Linked DNA regions of Mus musculus: region 2 is linked to region 1. Evidence: chromatin contacts called from public promoter capture Hi-C data. All regions are on one chromosome and are shown on one strand. Each heading gives the region's core, a stretch centred on a gene start, on an enhancer-like site or on the middle of the called end of the contact. The rest is flanking DNA. Distances are from core to core; before and after follow the strand shown.

Region 1 (6,181 bases), core at 986-3,485:
GAAAGACTGAAAGAAATAGAGTTGGGTTTTCTTCGAGTTTGAACTTTCTGACCAGGGTGCAAAGAAAGATGGAAGGTAATGTGGAAAGACAAGTTCATTTCTCTTAAAGACACAGAATTCCACACCACCAGGACATTCCTTTGTATATGGAAGGACAAATAAACAAAACTTCACACATCTCTTCCTATGCACTTCTCTCTATATTAGCCCCTGGTGAGAGTTCTAGAAATACACTTTCAGTACCTTCTTCAAGCACAAAGAGACCAATATGATTGTGTATCTGATAATCCTTGAACTTAATGTTTTCAAATGGATTCGAAACGCTGATTCCTAGTCTAACCTGGTTTCAACTTGACCTCTAAATAATGATATATAGTTTTTCAAAAGCAAATATTTATCTTTAACTGATGTGCTTGCAGTAATGTGTCCAGTGCACAGACTCCCCTGGCCCAGGCCCTGAAGCAGTATTTTGTATTTAGGTGTGCTTTTCTTTCTTGAAGATTTGTTTTATTTATGTGTGTGTGTGTGTGTGTGTGTGTGTGTGTGTGTGTGTGTGTGATGTTTGTTGGTATGGTTGTATGCCTATCAGTGCAGTGGCTGAAGTCAGAAGAGGATGACAGATCCCCAGAAGATAAAGTTACAAGCAGTTTTGAGCCACTAGTGTAGGTGCTCAGAACTGAACTTGGATCTTTGGATGAGCAGCAAGAACTCCTAATTGTTGAGCTTTCTCTATAGGCCTGGGGAATATTTGTTTTGATTATATTTTAAGAATATATAAATTATTTCCAAGAAAAATGCACAACCAACTTAGACACTTCTTTCTGTTCACAGATAATGCTCTTTATCCTAGGGCCCTCACCTCTGCATATCTGGGTACGTTTTCACCATGACCCCAGGAGCACTGGCTCCTTTTTCCTGTCAGTGTATGACTTCATTTCCCACCTTTTCTGTTCCTCAGTCACTTCAGATGATGTTCATTCTGTGGATTTTGGCTTTCGAGTTGATATCGAAGAAAAAGGATTCTACACGGAGAATTTCCACTCAACAGCATGGGTTTTCCGAGGCGATGATGGAAATCCTGAAGACAGCCCCAGGTGTCTTAGTAAAAAGCCAAGACCAGTAGCTGGTAAGGATTTTAACATTACTGCAAGGCACAAAGGCCTTAGCAAACTCTTAACTAGACCCGTAAACACTAAAGAATACGGGTAGTTGGCATGTATTAAAGAACCTGAAATTAATAAAATAATTTCTTATTATTTAAGACCTATTCCTTAAAATATGATACTAGGGATTAATATATCAATGTGGGAAATCTCACAGGGCCTCCACTCTTAGATGAAGAACAACAGGCAATTAATAGCTGCTGATAGAGGAAGAATTAGTCTTCTATAGGGACAAACTCCCTGATAGGTAATACAAGTCCAAATGGTTAGACCTAAACACACACACACACACACACACACACACACACACACACCACTAAATGAATGAATCCAACAGAATGTATTTATAAATTCATATGTGTATATATGTTAAAAAAATAAGACGCAATGATTTTGAGAGGGAGTGGGGGGAAATTGGGTGAAGGAGAGGGACAGGGGAAGTTGTGTAAATATATACTCATATAAAATTCTCAAAAAGTAAGAATATAAAAAGAACTATTCCTTTGGAATAGTAACTCCAGCTTTGGCGTATAAACTAATATAAGCTGGGCACAGTAGTATACACCTGAAATTCTGCACATAGGAAGTGGAAGCAGGGTTGGGGCCAGAGAAGCAACTTAGTACAGTGCACTTCTTACCGGTCTGGAGTTAGGTTCTCTAGTTAGTATCACTGAGAGATAGTAGCAAGAGGACATAGGCGTTAAGAAAGTGGGCAGCAGGCAAATGAACAAATTTACAAAAAAAAAAAAAACCCACATTTTAATGACGTAATAATATTTCAAAGATAGCATAATGCTAGTTTACATGTGTCAGAATGTATTTTCTGAAAAATAAATTTAATACTTATAGAGCAAACCCAATCCTTAATTTCCTAAAAAGTTCTGAGCTGGAAAATAGGCTCAGAAGGCGCTGCAGCTACCTTAGGGGTGTAGGGCATTTCAGTGTAAGAGTTTTGTTATATTTATGGAAATACTTGCCCTTCATTTGGAGTTTTACAACCAACAAGATGATGCAAAGGAAGTGCTGTCTAGAGGGATAAATTACTTGACGATGCACCCGCAGTCTGTGAAACAACAATGACATTCATTTGTGGCTTGTCAGCAGCTGTGTGGCACTTATAGATTATTCAATAGACAGAGCCATGGGAAAGGGGGACTATAAATCTTAAAATATGAGAAAATCGTCTTCAGAACGGGAAAGGAACACGGTTACAAACATGTTGATTGTGTCCTCCCACAGGAGAGTTCTACAGTTGAGCTCAACATTTCAAGACTTTATTGAAATGTTTATTCTTCCATACATGTTGTTGACATTCAAATTGCTTGACTGAGAAACCAAAACCACAGAAACATGACCTTGAAAACAATAGCTACTTAATAGTTTCATGGAATAACAAAAAGACAAATATGATTTTATTTGAATCAACATATAAAAATCTCTCATTAAGAAAGTATTTGTTGGCGAAATCAATCTGTCAAAAGCAGAAGATAGTATCAAGAGAGTAACCTAGAGGGAACAAAAAAACCTTGAGAAGTAGAGATGTTAGAAAATTATTGTTACAACAGTCAGAAATGGATTTCTGCTTTTCATTTTTTTCCTGATTAGCTACCAGCCTATCTCAGCATGTTGAAATATTAATTCCTAAGTCCTTGAATTCCCCAGTTCTGCCTCTTAAATTAGGAGATTCAATAAGACATTGTCCAATCACATGTGCCAAGAGAGAATTCTTTTAATGAGAAACAAACTTTCCCAGAGGCGCAGAGCATTAAAGAAAACAGTTTTAGAGCTGGGGTATACAGAATGCCTTCTCAGCAATATTATCACACCTTTCCTGGGAACAGGAGAAGAACTACGTGTTTTCTTCAGACATTTTACAAAAGCAAACATCTCTTCAAGAATCCACATGAAGACACTGTATCATTTCTTCCCTCACAAATGGTGCCAGTTTGGGCAACAAGTGTTCAGAACTCAAACTTCAAGGGGATATGACTCTTCTCTGTCTTTGCTAGTACACAAGAGCATCCCTAGGTGTAAAGCAGTGCACAGCAGATATTTGTGAATTAATGACTCCTGTTTTTGGCTGCAATGGACCTGTGAATAAGGAAGAATGTCTCCTTGTTTATAGCAGATGCTTGTTTTCCTTATCTGACCAAACAGGAGGTCATGGCTGAGCGCACCTGAGCGGAATGCTTTGCCTTCTGCTACATTTGTTATGACCCACAAGAAACTTAATATGAAATGTAATGATTCATTCCAGAGTGTTTGAATGAAAAAAATGAAGAGAAAAAATTAAGTAAATCATATTACAAGCTCTGAAAAGTAACATAAGTTTATAATAATAATATTTTTACAAATATTATGGGCACCCTCATCTAAGACCACTTGCCATTGATGAGGATAAAGAAAGTCCTCACCACCTTTAGGAGCCTTGTTATCCATCACTTCAAAGTCTCAAGATTTTCTTTGACTTCCTGCTTGCTTTTAATTCTGCCCACATTTTGTATACACAAAGGTATTCTGAAAATGCCTTTATATTCGGACTTCAAGCTAAGGCAACCTATAAAAAAAGAAACATCCTTGCACTCCAACCTGGCGATTTAAATATAATCTGAGAAGTAAAAAATAACATCTACATAAGTAAAAGATGCAGCAGGTTAAAAAGAAGGACAAAAATACATTATCCAGAAATTCTAATGCTTTCCTTCTTTTTATGAAAGGGCAGTGTATTAAATTTTCACTGTAAGATGATAGGTTTCCCTATTCTTTTTAATAGCTGGTATTCTGATCTTATAATTTCCTAGCATTTTCACAAATACGTCAGAGTCGATCTAGTATTAAGAACCTACTCCTGAAATCCAGGAATGATTCCAATTATACTTTATAATTACTTACTCTTTAGTAGTCTTCAAAGCCAAGTTCTCATGATGTTCACAATCTGGAATCATGCCTTTTCTTCATTTCTGAGGAATAATAACCCACAACAGTTCTGAACAGAGAGGATCGTGATCTGTGAGGCACAATCTGGAATTCAGTCTTGGAAAATTTTCTTCATTTTGGGCAAAATGCCTTGAAATAGAGAAAAGTCAAAGAGTGTCAATGGATGGGTTTATGTCTTGAATAAACCGAACTGATCAACAAGCAGAACTTGTGAGGAAAACACACACAGACACACACACACAGACACACACACACACACAGACACACACACACACAGACACACACACACACACACACACACACACACACGAGAGAATTATATAGAAAAGAAGATGTAAAAGTAGCAGGAAAAAATTACAGAAGGAAAAGTGGGATGGTAACTGATCCACAGTAATTAAAGTTAGCTAGATGACTGAAAATTCATGAACTCTTACTTTGATGGTCTTAGGATTCTCCATTGACAGGGCAACCAAGCATACCAGTTCCAACCTCTTCAAAACCAATTGCTCCTGTACTTTTCTTAGTTAGCCAGCTCTTTTACTCCTCTTGGCTTCTTGTAAAACATCATTTTATAGACTGTTTAAATGTTTTTCATGAATAGTGTTGAATGAATTCTCTTTTTTTACAAATCTAAGCACCTTAGGTTTGCTTCTTGGGTAGCTATGACAGAGTGGTTCAGCGTGAATCCTAAAGTATAGTACTGTTTAACTGTAGTAAGCTTTATATTCTCAACACAAATATTTAACCTCCCTACTCCGCATGCCAATATTCTCTTCTCTAAAAATATTATTAACAATCATCATGTGTTGTGAAGATTGAATTAGACTGCACTGTATGAAAATAGTATGGTGAAATGCAGAATTTTGTGTAATTAATATATTCTATTACTTAGTATTGCTCAGAACATATCTATTAAGCCTGACATGGAATCAAACAGTAAACATGCTACTTGTACCATACTGTAAAAGTATATAGTATGGAATGCCAACTCAGAGCAATGCATTCTTTTCTCCCTTGCAGTTCGTGAGCGGACTGTGAGACTATTCAAAGGAACTGGCGATTATCCCTGGGGATTTCGGATTCAGTTCTCCAAACCAATCGTAGTAACTGAAGTGGATACCAGTAAGTACTCTCATAAAAAACTTAATTCATACCAGAACAGCCCTCTCAATGCTACCAAAATGTATCAAACAGCCTAGGCTCTCCCCATCTGGTGAAGTGCATGTGAGCAACAGAAGCAATCTCTGAGACTGTTTACCAAACAATACTGAGAAGTTCTCAGACCATGACCATATATTGTTTTAAAGTCCAGGTTATTTGTATGAATACACTCCTCGGATAAACACAGAGTTGCCCTGGGGGTTGTATTTGCCGTGAATTATTTCCATTATGCCTCCTTGAGTATTCTTTATAAATGTTATTCCTAATTAAAGCACTATATTACCCTGTTCTTCCTTTCAATTCTTTTATACCCTACCCCAGCTTGTTCTCTCTCTCTCTCTCTCTCTCTCTCTCTCTCTCTCTCTCTAATTTGTGGTCTCTTTTTCTTTAAATGGTATTGCAACAAATATGTTATCAAATATAGAAACAAGATGTGCTGATTCCATTCTGTGTTGCTTTTACACATATGTTTTTAACCACTGATCACTTGGTATTGAATAACAAATTAAGGAGCTCATTTTTGGGGAAGACTAATTTGGTTTCTCAACAGTCATTAACTGCCTATATCTCCTTATCTTGTGATTTTTTTCCGCATATATGCTGTGATAGCTACTGGTTTTGGAATTATTCAGATCTTATTGAGGCAGCCATATTGTCATTGCTTGCTGATCATATCTAGAAGACACACTCTATCAGCAGACTTCTGGATAAGTGGCTCTAACAATCTTTCCAACACTACTTCTCCTTTAATGTCTCTTGAGCCTTATATGTAGGAGTTATGTCGTAGCTGCATAATTTGGGCCTGGGCACCCCTGTGACATATTCTTATTTTAAACCTAAGGAGGTGCCAAGAATTTGGATATGTATTTCATTACTGTTCATTAGTGGTTTAGAAGAAATAATTTAAATTTCTTATAATT
Region 2 (6,181 bases), core at 976-3,475, 60 kb before region 1:
GCACCCCACCATAATACAAGCTCATGACAGTCATGAGTTTTCCATACCATCAAAATGCCTCTTTTTTTCTGCGAGGAATTTCCCATCTCTTTAGAACAGGCTAGACAAATGGTTAAGCAATGCACCTAGTGCTGGGCTGTGCACAGCCCCTCAAGACAGATAATGTTCCTGCTTTACCTCTTCTGCATTTCAAAACTTCTGTACCCTGCACAAAATAGTTCATGACACAGGCATTCCATACAACCCAAAGGGACAAACTACTGAAGATCTATTCCTTGGATGTTCCAAACAATAATTTAAGGGGAATAAAAGGGGAAGAATTATCTACCCTTACCAATTGTTTAAACAAAGTCTTGTGTACACTATTTTAAAAAAAATCTTAGAGGATGATCTCACTGCTGCAAACAACACTGGTTGTTAAAGGTCAAGAGAGAAACCTATGAAGGAAAAGTGGCTAGGCCCATCCCCCATGATAATGTTGAAATTAGGATATGCTTGTATTTTCCTGAAGTTTGGAACAGCCACTTAGGGTATCTTCAAGGCCTATATCCATGGATCCAGTAAAGGAACTGAGAGTGGGACCTACAGGGGAGCCTAAAGGGTGGCCCTAGTCGAGGAGCAAGGCTCCTGCTAGCACTACAAGAAAGATGCTGTCCCCAAAATAAGGTGGAGCAGGGAGAATAAAGTGTGAGTTTGGGAAATATCTAGTAGCCATATCTCTGATGTGTCTGGTAATTATTTCTGCTTTACTTACTTCTCTACTGCAGTGACAAAACACCATGCTGAGGACAAATAAATGAAGGGTTGATGGGGGAAGCTTACAGCTTCAGCAGAGAGACCCATGAGCATCATGGTAGAGTGTGGTGACAGGCAGACAGACAGGTATGGTGATGAAGCCATAGCTGAGGGCTCACAGACTTATCTGCAAGTAGGAGGCAGGTGTCCGGACAAAGGACACTAATGGGGAACGGCATGGGCTTTTGGAACTTCAAGTCCCACTCCCAATTAACACACCTAGTCCAACAAAGCCACTGCTCCTAATCCTTCCTAAGGAATTCTACCAACTGAGGATCAGGTACTCCAATGCATTGACCCTGTGAAGGCCAATCTTTCTTTTCCAATCAACACAACTGCCCACAGGAAGGAACATAGCACAAACTTTGAGAAGCAGTCATGGAAGTATAATTGGCTAGTAGGTTGACTATAATACAACATTTATCATGCACTCAAGAGGCTCTGGGTTCAATTCCCAGTTCAAGCATTACACTGTCAACATATATATGCAACCTCAGTATGAGAAAGGACCTGGAAGGTACAGAATGCAATGGCCAGTCTTAAAACACTCCTGAAGTTGTTGCTGACAGACAAGTACCATTCCCTGGTTTGGGGATTAGAAGACCACTAAAGACCAAGTTATTCCAAGAGTCACATAATTTCTGTAGACTTTGGAGAATGAAATCGTAGGAAACTAAATTGATAAAAGCAAGAATATTGTGTTGTAGGTATCAACTCTAGTCCCAAGAGTTTTTCACGCATCTTCTGTAACCCTACAGTGGAGGAGGGATTATGGAATCTCCAAACATACCTTTATATGGATTACTTAATAGGGTAGGCAGACTCTATAGTGGCATTTTATAAAATGTGAAGTGGGGCTTTTTTCAGAGATGAGAGACCTGCTTAAGGCCACATATCTAAGTGACTTGTGAATCTAAGTAAATTTCACTGGAGAAACTGTGCAGCTAAGTCATTTAAGAAAAGGCAGGTTGGAAGAAAAAGTCCTGAAAGATCACAGTTTTGTTTTAATATTTTAAATTACTTTAAAACTTCAATATAAAAAAGACCAATCAAATCGTATGTAGAGGCTGATCCTAATTTAATGTGTGATCAGACGTTAACATTTTCATGACACTATAGAAAACTCAATGTCACTGAACTATGTATTTGAACTATGAACTTTGTCTGAAGGAAAGTTGGGGAGCTGGATGAGAAATAGTAAAAAAAAAAAAAAAAAAAAAAAAAAAATCACAGACCTCGTTATCATAATGGCAGCATTTAGTTCCACACACTTCCATTTTGGGGAAGGATTAGTGATCTTTCCCAGCACCTGAAGTCCGGAAGTCCAGTCCCCACCCCTACCCGACCTGCACTTTAACCTGCCTCCTGGACCTGGCGATGGCCTGTAAACTACATCTCCCATAAAGGTATGCGAGGGCAGTGGCCCTCTGCCGGAAGTCCGGAAGGCTGACTCCAACGCCGGGAAAACTGACAACTAAGTTTGCCGAGGAGTCTTCCGTCGCAATCCTGGTTTCTTTCCTTCATAATCCCTTGGGTTAGTAGCGCTAGTTGGCCCGGGTATGTTCGAGGACGAGTCGTCCAGGGCGTCCCTCCCGGCTTGCCGTGCCCCCAGGCGCGGGACTCAGACCTGCGGCTGCCTGCAGGCAGGTGGCTGCTAAAATTGCCAGCCAAGTTTTGGATGGGGTAAAACAAACTACGTCGGAGGTGTCCCTCCTTGAAAGGAGAAATCTTACAATAGGAGAAAAATAACTCTTCAAGGCATGTGGCCATTGGGAGAGACCGTGCTTGCGTGGGATGCACGTAATGGGTTAAATCGGTCTGGGCAGCCCCAGCGAGGGGAATATTTTAAACAATGGTGGGTGGGCTAATTGGCAGGTCCACTATGAGGGCTTATTGTAGCCTGCTGAAGCCATGCTGGGCAGCCCTTGGGCATGAAGTCAGTAATTAGTAAAAATGGATGTTGGTTTGGTTAAAATATAGTTCCTTTAAAATCCAAGTCTCTTCTTACCGACCTCTCCGAATAGCCTTGGAAAATAGGGGCGACGGTTTATACTACCTTCTCATTCTCACCTTCCACAGAACCTGCCAATAAATGATTAACAGGTAGTATTGATATTGGGAAAGCTAAAGAGAAAGGGGCTTATCCTTTCACTTCGTAGTCCAGAGAATGTTTTATGCACAACTATTGCCTTGGGGGTGCTGTATGACGCAGCATGTTTGGATGTGCAATGCTGAAGGGTGATCAGTGAGAGCAGTCAGGGACTAACCATGACCTCTGAAACCGTGACCTCTGAACAGGGAACAGTGAGGTGTTAAAAGTGAACCTCGCTGGAGAAACTCTAACCAAAGAAAAGGAGTTAGGAAGAGACTTTTAAATAAAGCCCTGGAATATCGCAACGGGGACTACAATATTTTAAAGAATTTTAAGATTTCAATATGATAAAAGTGGGAAATAAGTAAAACACACTAAATGAAAGTAAATTGAGATATGTAGAGGTTACTCCTCATTTCATTGTTGAACCGATTTTTTCCAGCGGGTTTCTTGGATTGCCTTAAGCAGTTTTAAATTATTGTTAAACAGAAGACACAAACAGGAAAGCGCATGCCAAATCAGAAAGTTAATCTTGGATCCATTGTTTTCCTGAACTTTATGCAGACTAGGCTGTGGATTTGACTAGCCACATTGCTGTTTCAAAATCCAGGAGACAAGGCTCTGGGTTGAACCTGCAGTACTAAGAGACAAGAATATTTTGAAGTTAACGCTTGAAACAGAAAATATTTTTTTATCTGTTTTTTGTTTGGTTTTTAGCAGAATTATGGACTACATAGCATTCATTAAGAAACGTGGCTTTGCTTTGTTAACAACCAAACAGCATGACAGGGCAGACAACAACATTAGTAATTCTTAAAAGCGCCTCAAGGACAATAGAGAGGCCAACAGAACCTTCATCCAACACTCGATACAGAAGTGCCTTGTCATCTAATTCGTGACAACGATGGCCGGGCCGCCAGACACAGATAATGTCAAGAAAGGTGCTGAGTCAGGAATTATCCGTGAATTAAAATAAATCCTGACCTAGTCTACCTCACACAATGAACAAAACTCAGTACCATATGGATCACAAAATTAATTATGTTAAGGTTAACCAGTAATTTTTTTTTTACGTGAAGCTTTAAAAGCTCTTCAATAACTGTGCAACCATAATTTCTTTGAGGCATGACATCTATAGCATAGTATAGAATCAGAGTACTACTTACCATCTCCATAAGCATTGGCCTCTAATTCTCTCTGCTTTAACCCCCTCCACTCTGTGCCCCGGCTCGGTCCCCCTTCTCTACTGCAGTAGCAGTTGACTATGAATTATCTTTTGACAGGTGTACTGGTTTGGAAACATGCTGCCTTTCCAAGATCAGCATCTAAATAATGTTCATCCATTCGTGCGAAGAGCAATTGTCAATAAGGTCTTTCTCACTTCTATCTCATTTTTTTTTTAAAGGAAGAAATGTCTTCTGTTAAAAGAAATCCCAAAAAGGAGATGATTTCTGAACTCCACAGTTCAGCCGCAGAGGGAAATGTCGCAAAGTTAGCAGGAATACTCAGCCATTCTCCATCTCTTCTCAATGAGACTTCTGAAAATGGATGGACTGCTTTAATGTACGCCGCCAGGAACGGGCATCCCGATGTGGTCCAGTTTCTGCTTGAGAAAGGGTAAACATCTTGGACCTGTACTACCTAAGATACATCTGGGATCTTGTCTTTTCACAGTTTCCTGTAGACATATTTATATCAGTGGGCTAGGAAATAGCTCACTGTCCAGTTTATTATATGAAAGGGGGCCTGATTTGTCACTAAAGCAATTTTTTTGTTTTTTGTCAGTGTTAGGGATTAAGTAAGCCCAAGGCCTTGTGCCTATCAGGCAAGTTCTCTAACTCTAAGCTACATTTAAGAGACAACTTTCTTATTTGAGATGTTAACCCTTGGTACTTTGTTGAAAACAATGCCCAGGGAGAGTTTAATTCCCCTCTTTTAAATAAACAATATGCATCTCATTATACCATAATATAGAATGTTTGCATTTCTTTGTGACACAGAGAGATACTTTTTCATCTTATTTAAAAGTGTACTATCATTAATCTTCTATTTCTTACCATTGTTACAGGATTCTTTTAACTTTCAGTAGTGAACTATGAACCAAGTGACAAAAAAGGGAAAAAAATAAATAATGGGGCTATGTGTATATTATAGTAAAATAAATACAAGAGAAACCTTTTACTTAATTTATATTTTTTTCTCCCCATTTTTCTAGATGTGACAGATCACTTGTCAATAAAGCGAGGCAAACCGCCCTGGATATTGCTGCATTTTGGGGTTATAGGCATATAGCTAACTTGTTAGCAAATGCAAAAGGTGGGAAGAAGCCCTGGTTCCTAACCAATGAAGTAGACGAGTGTGAGAATTATTTTAGCAGAACACTACTGGACCGGAGGAGTGACAAAAGAAATAATTCTGACTGGCTGCAAGCTAAAGAGAGCCACCCCACCACAGTTTATCTCCTTTTCTCAGACTTGAACCCCCTGGTTACCCTAGGTGGTAATAAAGAAAGCTCGCAGCAGCCGGAAGTCCGGCTTTGCCAGCTGAACTACCCGGATGTAAAGGGTTACTTGGCTCAGCCTGAGAAGATCACCTTGGTGTTCCTTGGAGTCGAGCTTGAGATGAGGAAAGGCTCACCCGCCCAGGCGGGAGGAGTCCCAGAGGAAGAGGAGGACGGTTTGGTTGCTTGGTTTGCCCTCGGTATTGAACCCGGTGCTGCTGAGGAGTTTAAGCAAAGACATGAAAATTGTTATTTTCTCCACCCGCCAATGCCAGCTCTTCTGCAGTTGAAAGAAAAGGAGGCTGGTGAGGAATGAATGAATGAATGAATGAATATGCTTGCCTGTGTAGGTAACAATTTGGAGCTGTGGGTTTGTGTAGCATCTGGGTGCCACATGCCAGTGCTCAGGAAACATGAGAAGCCCCTCAGGGTTTCATTCCAGGGTGCTCCTAGAGTCCTGGCAGCAGCTTCAGTCAGCCACAGTTTGTTTCCTTGGAGTTAACGTCCATGTGTGGTCGTTTCATTGGATACTTCTGTGGATAATGTTTGAGTCCCTACTGTGCTTTGATCATGATGCCAAAGACCTAGGCTGTTTTGTTTCTGTTGTTGGGCTTTTTAATATATCTTTAAAAAAAAGAAAGAAAGAAAAGGAGGGGAGGAGGGGAGGAAAGCAATCAAGGGAGAGAGTGAAAGAGAGGAAGGAAGGGAAGGGAAGGGAAGGGAAGGGAAGGAAAGGAAAAGAAAGGAAAGGAAAAGAAGGAAGGGAGAGAGAGTTTTATTTGAAATGCCCATGT

Evidence for each region. Promoter capture Hi-C pulls out the DNA fragments that hold promoters and counts their contacts.
Region 2: a contact with region 1 is called in a promoter capture Hi-C map of the HPC-7 cell line. The contact joins the promoter of Nudt12 here to the enhancer-like site in region 1. A contact is called at or near these places in 1 of 39 promoter capture datasets (the HPC-7 cell line), 2 of 484 Hi-C or Micro-C datasets (nephron progenitors and rod photoreceptor), 2 of 115 datasets of contacts at active chromatin or transcription factors (embryonic stem cells and hepatocytes) and 1 of 9 other capture datasets (liver).

What each region holds. Positions count from the first base shown.
Region 1 is chr17:58,949,280-58,955,460 of GRCm38.p6, reverse strand. Pdzph1 (PDZ and pleckstrin homology domains 1) reads left to right here. Exons shown (of 13, transcript NM_027001.1): 5 at 959-1,126; 6 at 5,121-5,222. Gm33751 (a long non-coding RNA gene) reads right to left here. Exons shown (of 3, transcript XR_385675.3): 2 at 4,056-4,229; 3 at 2,879-3,720. Among named protein-coding and RNA genes, the nearest start is that of Gm33751, 8.4 kb to the right of the region's middle. Within about 2 kb of position 2,235, at least 2 of the 459 cell types and tissues checked have an H3K27ac peak or open chromatin away from gene starts, as enhancers often do. A contact at or near this core is called in the HPC-7 cell line, where this site is marked.
Region 2 is chr17:59,009,366-59,015,546 of GRCm38.p6, reverse strand. It overlaps Nudt12 (nudix (nucleoside diphosphate linked moiety X)-type motif 12), which reads left to right and starts at 2,225. Exons shown (of 7, transcript NM_026497.3): 1 at 2,225-2,329; 2 at 4,293-4,504; 3 at 5,103-5,692. The coding sequence starts at 4,299. The region is part of intron 1 of Nudt12os (nudix (nucleoside diphosphate linked moiety X)-type motif 12, opposite strand); the gene reads right to left.